Regions from separate parts of the Arachis hypogaea genome. Here region 1 is linked to region 2. The links are chromatin contacts, called in public Hi-C maps. All regions are on one chromosome and are shown on one strand. Each heading gives the region's core, a stretch centred on a gene start, on an enhancer-like site or on the middle of the called end of the contact. The rest is flanking DNA. Distances are from core to core; before and after follow the strand shown.

What was found. A called contact is a pair of places that touch in the nucleus more often than the background predicts.
Region 1: a Hi-C map of an unstated tissue shows a contact between it and region 2, with 2.1 times the contacts expected there. The contact joins the promoter of LOC112791206 here to the enhancer-like site in region 2. A contact is called at or near these places in 2 of 8 Hi-C or Micro-C datasets (leaf and an unstated tissue).

The regions. Positions count from the first base shown.
Region 1 is chr3:122,703,313-122,708,175 of arahy.Tifrunner.gnm2.J5K5, forward strand. LOC112791206 (probable WRKY transcription factor 24) reads right to left here and starts at 2,563. Exons shown (of 3, transcript XM_025833937.3): 1 at 1,722-2,563; 2 at 1,373-1,600; 3 at 1-357. The coding sequence starts at 2,095. The coding sequence ends at 186.
Region 2 is chr3:122,601,796-122,606,653 of arahy.Tifrunner.gnm2.J5K5, forward strand. It overlaps LOC112791204 (neutral/alkaline invertase 3, chloroplastic), which reads left to right. Exons shown (of 7, transcript XM_025833935.3): 5 at 248-741; 6 at 838-886; 7 at 1,004-1,749. The coding sequence ends at 1,321. Among protein-coding and RNA genes, the nearest start is that of LOC112791204, 5.2 kb to the left of the region's middle. Within about 2 kb of position 1,731, at least 2 of the 3 cell types and tissues checked have open chromatin away from gene starts, as enhancers often do.

The DNA of each region.
Region 1 (4,863 bases), core at 1,313-3,812, 100 kb after region 2:
ATTATATGGTAAATTTTGCCTCTTCACCAATTCCCTCTCTACCTACTCCAATTTCATCTCTACCAAGCACACCCTTTGGAAGCTACACATATAAAAATATGCAACGTACAACATTCATCATATTATAAGTTATAAATATATAAATTTTGATGTTGGTGTTGATGATCATCGTATATATATGACTACTACCAGAAGAAGTTGGTAAGTTGAGAGGGAGGTTGAGAGTCTTCAACATCATTGGATGGAGTGTGTGCATGTCTTCCTTCGTATGTTGTTATCACCATTCTTGGATCCTCAGCTAAGCGCTCCACACGTTTCTTTACGCGACAATTGTCTTGTGTGCAACGGTAGTAGCTTCTGCACATGCATCGTAAACATGCTTCTTCAATCATTATTCTTACTATTAATTCATCTTTATGTCAAATAATTAATGGCCAAAGTCTTAATTGAATTCAGAAAATATATATGGCATGCATGTGCCAATAATTGTGGTATATATTAGTCACACTACTAAACAAATCTTCATGATGCTAAAGTAATAAGTGGGTACTGCAGATTGAATCATTTCACTCTTTTTGAGTGTTCTCATTTTCCATAGTAAAAAATCATGAAGGCACACGAAAATGTTATGATGAAGGACTTGGTTAATTATGGGGCTTCTATAATGCATCAGGGAAATATAGCGAAGAAAAACAAATTTTGAATTTGAATGAGCTTCATTACATGCATTTACACGAAAAATAAACTAAACAATATCTAACCGCCATAATTAATTTTGGAGACTTACATATAATTTTTTTATGTGAAGTTAATAATTAAAATTTATTAAAAAATTATTTGATATGTTTGATTAAATTATTATCAAATAAATTTTAACTATTAATTTTATATAAAGAATACTGCATCCTAACTTTTCACCATAATTAATAGTAACTCTTCTATTCTCATTCTGTCATTAGCAAAAATTCTTTTATGTTCCATGCTTTTCTTTTTCTCCCTCAAACTTGACATAAAGTGAAAAATCTTGCTTTAATAATTATTGTTGTCATCCCCACACATTATTCAAGAAAACTAAAATCTTCCCAAAACCCAGAAGCTAGCCTCAAAGCCAATGTGCGTGGGTGAAGACTGATAAAAAAAAAAAAGCAATAATGTGATAGGGGTGTGGGAAAGATTGGAGAGAGAATGAATCACCATTAGTATATAAAACATGTGTTGGTGTATAGTACAACCGCTACAAGGTTTAAACAGAAAAATTAAATAAACTGACATGTATTAATCTATTATTGTTTCAACTTTTTATACTAAAGCAAAAACAAGAAGAGAAAAACTTTGAACCACAATAGCATTAATAAAAAACGAAAGTATGTACCTGGGATGCTGTGTGTTCTTGACCACTTTTTGACCGTACTTCCTCCATTTGTAGCCATCGTCCAAGACATCTACATCGCTCATAGTCTTGAAGCAAAACCTAGGCTCTCTAACCTTTCGTCTTCCCTTGATTTTCTTCATCTTAATGGTAGGAACCCCCACATGATGATGATGATTATCTACTACATTTCTTTTACTGCTGAAGCAATCAGGTACTTCTCCCGTTGCCCTATATGGAAACCAAACCCGTGACTCACTATCTCTATACATATAATTACGTTATCTCATTTTCCAAAAATAGTTTATCAACAAGGAAAAAACAACTTCAATAAAAGAATTAATGTTCTCACCATGGATTACTTATAGTGGATCTGTTCAAAGATAGGAACTGAGGTCCAAGAAAAGTTGTAGAGGTGAGGTCCAATCCTGATTTTTGTTGCGCATCAGTTGCGAGTAGGGTTTCAGCGGTTAGGTTTGATGTTGAATCAGCTTGATCAGATGCAAGTGAATTTGGAGATAATATGGAAGAGAAGGGTTTCAATAACGAGTAGCAGGGTTGTTGTTGATTGCATCCCAAAGGAGAAGTAGGGAAGATCATGTTTGTTGGTAGAAGAGGAAGAAATCCCATTTCTGTAGCCATATTCTCATTATCATGATGATCTTGCTCCCCAAATAAGCTTTGGTTATTAACCATAGTTTGTGAAGTTGTTGTTGTTGACATCATAATAATAACTCCTACTTATTACTATTAGTACCAAGATGATGATCCAATATATATATATATAGAAAGATGATGATGATCTTTGTGAGGAGCAAGAATGTTTTTTTCTCTCTCTATTTTTGGAAGCTATTACACTATAACTTATATATAGTGTTTACAAAACCCAATAACTTTCCCTTTTGCTCTTTGCCCCTCTCTCTCTGCTATATTCTAAACATGTGATGGGGGAATTGATAATCTCTTGGATTTAGAATAAAACAAACAATGTTTGAAAGTAACAAATAGCTGAAAATGTTGAAAAAGGGAAAGCGAAGAATATGCTAAAAAGTGAAGAAAGATAATAGGAAAGAAGAGAGACTTTTCGTGTAGTATAGCATACCTTTATTTATTTATTTTTCAATTTACAATGGAAGAAGCTATCAGTTTGTCCTCAAGTCGTAGTATAGTGATGGCACTGTTCGTGTGTGTGCTAATAATAATAAAAAGCTTCTGGGAAAAACTGGTTAGTGGAATTTCACTGTGCCATGGAGGTCAACAATAGACGACAAAAATTCGTAAAAAATATTATTTATATACTAAAATTAATTACTATTATATATAAATATATGTAATTTAATTTATTTTTAATATATATTTTATATTAATAACTAATTTTAATAATTAATTTTAGTTTGCCCTCAAAATCTATATGAAACTTCCATGCAACATCCTCCCCTATATATGTTGTTACTGTAGAATTGTAGGTTATTATTATTATATCAGAAGAATATTAAAAAATTATTAAAATTTATTATTTTTAATTAATAATTAATTATTAATACTAAAAATATAAATTAAAAATGTATTAAATTATTAGAGTAAAAAACTTATATTAATAATTAAAAATAATAAATTTTCTGAATTTTTTTAGTTTTTTTTTCGTTATTTAATATGGGAAAAAGCAAAAGCCTAATATTAATAATGATGAGTGCACAATAATAGAGATAGATACATAGAATCAAATGTATATATAAGTGATGAAAAAAATTAATCCATCATATATTCATCATCAATTCAGTGTAAAGTATCTATATATCTATCACTTTCTCCGGTGTTTGTTTATTATTAAGATCATTTTTATTATAAAAATATTTCTTTTCTGGGGGACCAATTTCATATATTGAATGTTAATATATATTATTCATTTAATATATATACTATATAATGATTATATATATTGGATGCATTTCTCTCTCTGCTGCATCGGCGGTGAAGCATCATTATGGTGGGTGATTGCTCATTTGACTTTTGGGATCAAAAAAGCTTCTTGCCTTTCTCATATCCCTTTTGCTCTTTTAACTTTCTAAACTCGAACTAACCCCACATTCACCTACCTTTTTTCTCAAATTCCAAAACCCCAAACTTATAATATTGTTATCATCTCATATGAATTAATTAAGAGGGTGACAACCATGATTAATTACTTCATATTCTTTTGTCATGCCTAAAAATTTGTGGACCATCTGGACAATTGAAAGCGTCCAGTTTATCTACCGTTCAAGAATTTAGCCACAATATATAATAATTCAGTTAATAATAATTATGTTCTCTTTTTGTTACTTGTCATTAACTAATAAGCACATAAAATGATGAAGTACATTTTTTGTAGAAACTGATGAGTGAAGTAAAAAGTATAGCTATTGAGTAAGAAATCTTACAATTAAGTAGATTATTAGATGATTATATACACATAAGTAGCAAAGCCAAAGTGACAAATATAATTACTTTTTGAACTCTAGGAGTCTATATTACAGTGTTTGTTACCCCTTCTTTGTTAGTTTGTTGGTATTCCCAAAAAAACAAGGCAGCTATTTCATCTTGTAGCTCTTAGATTAATTTAACAATTCCCCTAAATAGATGATAGAGATGGTAAACAATGGATTACATTTTAGGTTCACTAAATATGAATAAATTTAATTAATATTTTAAATTTTAAAATTAAAATTAACTTTTTTGTTAACCTATTATTTTTTACGTTGTTAAAAAAAATATTATTCCCTATACTTTCTTTTAATTTAATTAGTAAGATAGTAGCAACTAGAAAATTTGTATTGGAAGCTTTATATCATGTAAGAAGAAGGGAAAAATCCTATGACCTACCTACTCACAGTCTTAAGTCTTAACAGGTATTTTATATTGAAAAAAGAAAACATATATATAGAATTGCAATTTGAGATGGAAATAGATCTGGTGCTTGGCCTATATTTGATCTAATACTTAATTTAGTTTGTCATAAAATACGTTTAGATCCAGATTATTTATTAATAAGTTAGATCCAAGTTTGCAAATTAGTTTTATTAATTTGTCGGATCTTAAAAGTTATTAAATATTTTAAATTTATTATATTTTATTAAAATATTTTTATAATTTAAATACTTTAAAAATAATTATATTCTTGTAAATATTGAATTTTATATATTGCATATAAGTAATTGTCATTAAAATGAGTTTCTTAAGATAAATATTTTATTTAAAAAAAAATATCAAATCTTTTAACAGATTTTAGATTAAGCTAAACTCATTATCAGATAAAACTTAGTACTCGAAAAAATCTATCATAAATTATAAGTCAAATTTGATTAATTAATTACATTATAGACCTAACTTATTAGTAATGAAGTTTGATCCGGCTAAATTTATTTCTGGCCCTAAATGCAATCTTTCATTTTGTCTTTGTTTATTTATTTATTTTTCGTTTGATATAATTATACAATAATATTTAGAAGACATAT
Region 2 (4,858 bases), core at 481-2,980:
TAATAAACTAATTTCTATGACTAGCTTTGAGAATCAATTTTCATCTCCTGGGAAGGAGAAAACCTCATAATGTAGAATGTATTAATCATAGGAAAATATTGAATTTTATGTATTCTAAATTAGTTTCTTATTTTATTATGAGAAGTATCTTGTATTAAATGTTTGCAACAAAGATTAAATAGTGATTAAGTGAGCTTCTCCAATGCGTATTCCATTGCGTTTATTGTTTCTTCATTTTTTTCCCTAGGCACTATTTTATTCTGCCTTACTTTGTGCTCGGGAGATGCTTACTCCGGAAGACGGATCAGCAGATCTTATACGAGCATTGAACAATCGTCTAGTAGCTCTTTCATTTCATATTAGAGAATATTACTGGATTGATATGAAAAAGTTAAATGAGATTTATCGGTATAAGACAGAGGAGTACTCATATGATGCAGTTAACAAGTTCAACATATACCCAGACCAGATTTCTCCTTGGTTAGTAGAATGGATGCCAAACAAAGGAGGTTATCTTATTGGTAACCTGCAACCGGCTCACATGGATTTTCGATTTTTTTCACTTGGAAACTTGTGGTCCGTTGTAAACAGCTTGGCCACCATGGAGCAATCACATGCAATATTGGACCTCATTGAAGCCAAATGGTCGGATTTGGTAGCAGAGATGCCATTCAAGATCTGTTACCCTGCTCTCGAAGGTCAGGAGTGGCAGATAATCACAGGCAGCGATCCTAAGAACACGTATTATATCTTTTCTATGGTGCTTTTCCGATGTCTGGTTTATCGAAATGTTCATCAAATGATTTTATTGTGCCATTCTATTTTTTTTTTTTACAGGCCTTGGTCCTACCATAATGCAGGCTCCTGGCCAACATTGCTATGGCAGGTTAGCTATATTGGCCAAGTCACTCATGACAAACAATAATTTTATTAGTTAGTGATAAATTACACTGTTTGAGTTTTATGAAGGTTTGAGGATTTTGTTTAATCACTATTATTGCAGCTCACTGTTGCATGCATAAAGATGAATAGACCTCACATTGCTGCAAAAGCTGTTGAAATTGCTGAGAGAAGAATATCCAGAGACAAGTGGCCGGAATACTATGACACAAAGAGATCTCGGTTCATTGGAAAGCAATCGCGACTGTTTCAGACTTGGTCGATTGCAGGATATCTCGTGGCGAAGCTGCTGCTGACTGACCCGAGCAAAGCAAATATACTGATTACCGAAGAGGACTCTGAACTTGTGAATGCCTTGATTACTGCAAATCCCAGAGGGAAGCGTGGTCGGAAGAATTTGAAGCAGACCTACATTGTATGAAACCTTGAATTGCCATTCACTTTGTTCCTTTGGGTGGGTGGTATAAGCTTCAGAGTCCATTTTTGTTCTTGTAATCCAATCCATTCATCAGATTTGTAGCATGTTATTCTAGAAACATTAGAGATGTGAAAAATATATAGGAATGATGAACCTGTGATATAGTATAGTAGTATGTACATGGATATGTAATTGTGTAGAAGATATTAATAACTTTGGGATTGTAAGTATCATACAAAAAGATGTAGCTAATGATAGACTGTGAGGACCTTTATGTTTTAAAAAACGTTTTCCCCCGTTTGTTTTAAAAGGGGAAAAAAATTATATCTAGCTACTATTAATTAAAAAAAGTGTACAAGCATTTTGCGTTAAGCCGAAAGAAATGGATACATATCAGCATGATGCATATCATAAATGTACCAGTTGGCCCATTCTTATGACTCAATAGAAGATTGAATTAGAACACTACCCGGAGAAAAATAACAGGTTAGGCTTTTCCTTTTTTTTTTCTTCGCCTTTTCAAACTAATTTTAGTTTAGGCTCTACGCACCCCGCGACCAAAAATAAATAACTATTGAAAAAATTTATTCTTCGCTCTCGAATTCAATTATTGTTATATTTTAGTCATATAACAATAATTACAAGATTTTATAGTGCCATTTAATTATCTGTCATTCTACCTGAAACTTTTCATCAGAAAATAAGTGTGAGTCAAACATTTTTAACAGATTCAATGATATAAAAATAAATGTCTATATAATTTTTTAATGTTTATAGTGGTTGTGGTGGTCTTAAAATTAAATTCTAATTTAAACATGAGTAAAATATTATTTTTATTGTCAATATTTTGGATACGTCTTAAAGTTGTTCTTAACGTTTAAATTGTTTTATTTAAGTTTTTAATATTTTAAAATCATCTTATAATGTCGTCATCTTGTTAATAATCTGTTAATAGAATTGATGATGAGATAAAATTGAGACAATTTTGATATGTAAGAAACTTAAATAAGACGAAAACGTTAGGGACAAAAACGATACATTACTCTTAAAAAATTAGCAAATCAAGTAAAATGATAGTGAATTTTAACAGAATAAATTACATTACAAATTCAAGATTTACTCGTACTTGTAAAATAGCTAATATATAAATTTACAGAAAAGAAAAAAAAGAGCTATATATATATATATATATATATATATATATATATATAAACCAAGTTGGGTTGGTCTAGTGGTTAGCTCACTAGTCCGCTTAAGCAAGTGTCGGGGGTTCGAATCCCGCCTTGTGCATGCAGCAACCCATTGGCCAGCGGCAAACCCTTAAATGGAGCTCAGTACCGCGGCGGATTAGTCCTTGACCTGTCGGGTTAGGGGATACCGTGGGAAACCAAAAAAAAAATATATATATATATATATAATAAAGTATAAAGTATACATTTTTGTCTTTAATATACCCAACTTCTTTAATGTTTAATTTAATTAAATTTTATTTTTAAATTTTAAATAAATTTTAATTTTTTCTTTTAATAATTTCAATTTTTTTACGATAGATAATTATTTAATTTATTTTTAAATTTTATTCTTAATAAAAATAAATTTAATTAGAATGGAAGTAATTTGATTAAGAGTAAAATTAAAAAATAATTTATTTAGAATAAAAATAACGTAATTAAGAGTAATTTACGTAAACACAATTAAAAAAATAATTAAATAATTATCTACCATAATGATATTATTGAAAGATAAAATTAAAATTTATTTTAAATTTAAAATTAAAGGTATAATTTATATTTTATGGTATATGTACCATGCTCTCTTTTTTTCCAAAAGTTTATGTACTAGTCACTCTACAAATATTTATTAATGATAAAAATCTTTAAAAGTACAAAAATTAAAAAAATTACGTAAAATGAAAATAATGTGATTAAGAGTAATTTAATTAAATGTGATTAAAAAAATTGAATAACTACGACAGTTAAAAATTAATATTATTGAAAAATAATTAAAATTTATTTTAGAATTAAAAATAAGATTTATTTAAATTAAACATTAAATAAAAAAGTTCGATACACATTAAAGATAAAATAATATAATTTATACTTTATTGTATATATATCATACTTTTTATTAGGAGTTTATATGTTAGCAATTCTTATAAGTATTAGTATAACTTTTGAATTCATATATATAATGCAATTCATTTATTAAAATTCATTATCATTTTATTTGATTTGATAATTTTAATGTATCATTTTTGTTCTTAACATTTTTGTTTTATTTAAATTTTTGACGTTTTGTTTAATCATCTCACTTTTATCCCACATTAATTCTGTTAATAAATTACCAACGACAAAACAATATTAAAATAATTTTAAAATATTAAAAATTTAAATAAAAACAATTTAAATATTATAAATAATTTTAAAACTTACCTCAAATAGTGAAAATAAAAACAATACTTTATTTTTTAACCTTTCACGGTGAATTTATGTATGAGAACAATTCATAACAATTAATGTTAGACACATTTTTTTATACCCACTTAAGGTATATGTTCTCATTTACGAAAATAGTGGTTTTGTTCATTTAATCTCGTAAGAAAAATTTAGAGGATATTAGTTTGCGAAATATTTTTTATTTTCATTTTTAAAAAATAATTTTTATTTTTAACTTTTTACAATTTAAAAAACATAATTAGTTTGCAAAAAAAATATTCATATTTAAGTATCGAAGATAATAAAAATATGTTTATTGATTCATTTTCAAAAGATATTTTTAATATTATAAAATTACAAAAATATATTTTTATTAAATAAAGAATTTTAGTTATTTAATTTTTTATTAAGTTAACAATTAGTTTTTATACAGTATCAAAATAAATTATTATCTTATTATGCTATTTTAGAAAATCTGGTATCTTGTATATATATGTAGTTGATTTTATATTTTCTATGATAATATATAATAATAAAAAATATCAATTGAAAAAATAATAAAATTGTAACCAAAATCAATTCTATTTTACTTATTTTGTTATTGTTTCTTTAGATTTATACCAAACGAAATCAATTAATTAATATTAAGAAATTATTGATGTAAATATATTTTTTTAACAAATAATTTATTAATAAAATAATAGATAAATAAATATTAAAGTTAAAAAAATTAAAATTTAAAACAAAACAAACTTTCTTGTCATTAATTTTTATTATTGATACTTTCATAATTAATTGTCGATTTAAAAAAATTTTTTATAACAAAATTATTTTTTTAAACGAGATGGTCTTATCTTTGAAAAATAAATTTTAAAAATAAAAAAATCAATAAATACATATTAATTTAAATAGTACATACTGAATATTAAATGAAATAAAAGAACTCAATAAATATATATTTAATTTTAATTAAAATTGTACTTTTTTCTTACTTATCTTATCTATGTAGTCCAAAAATGCAAAAAAAATCTAAAATAAAAAACTAAAAGAGTCAAATTAAATTAAAAAAAGTTCAAAAATAAAAAATCACCTTTTCAAGAAGATG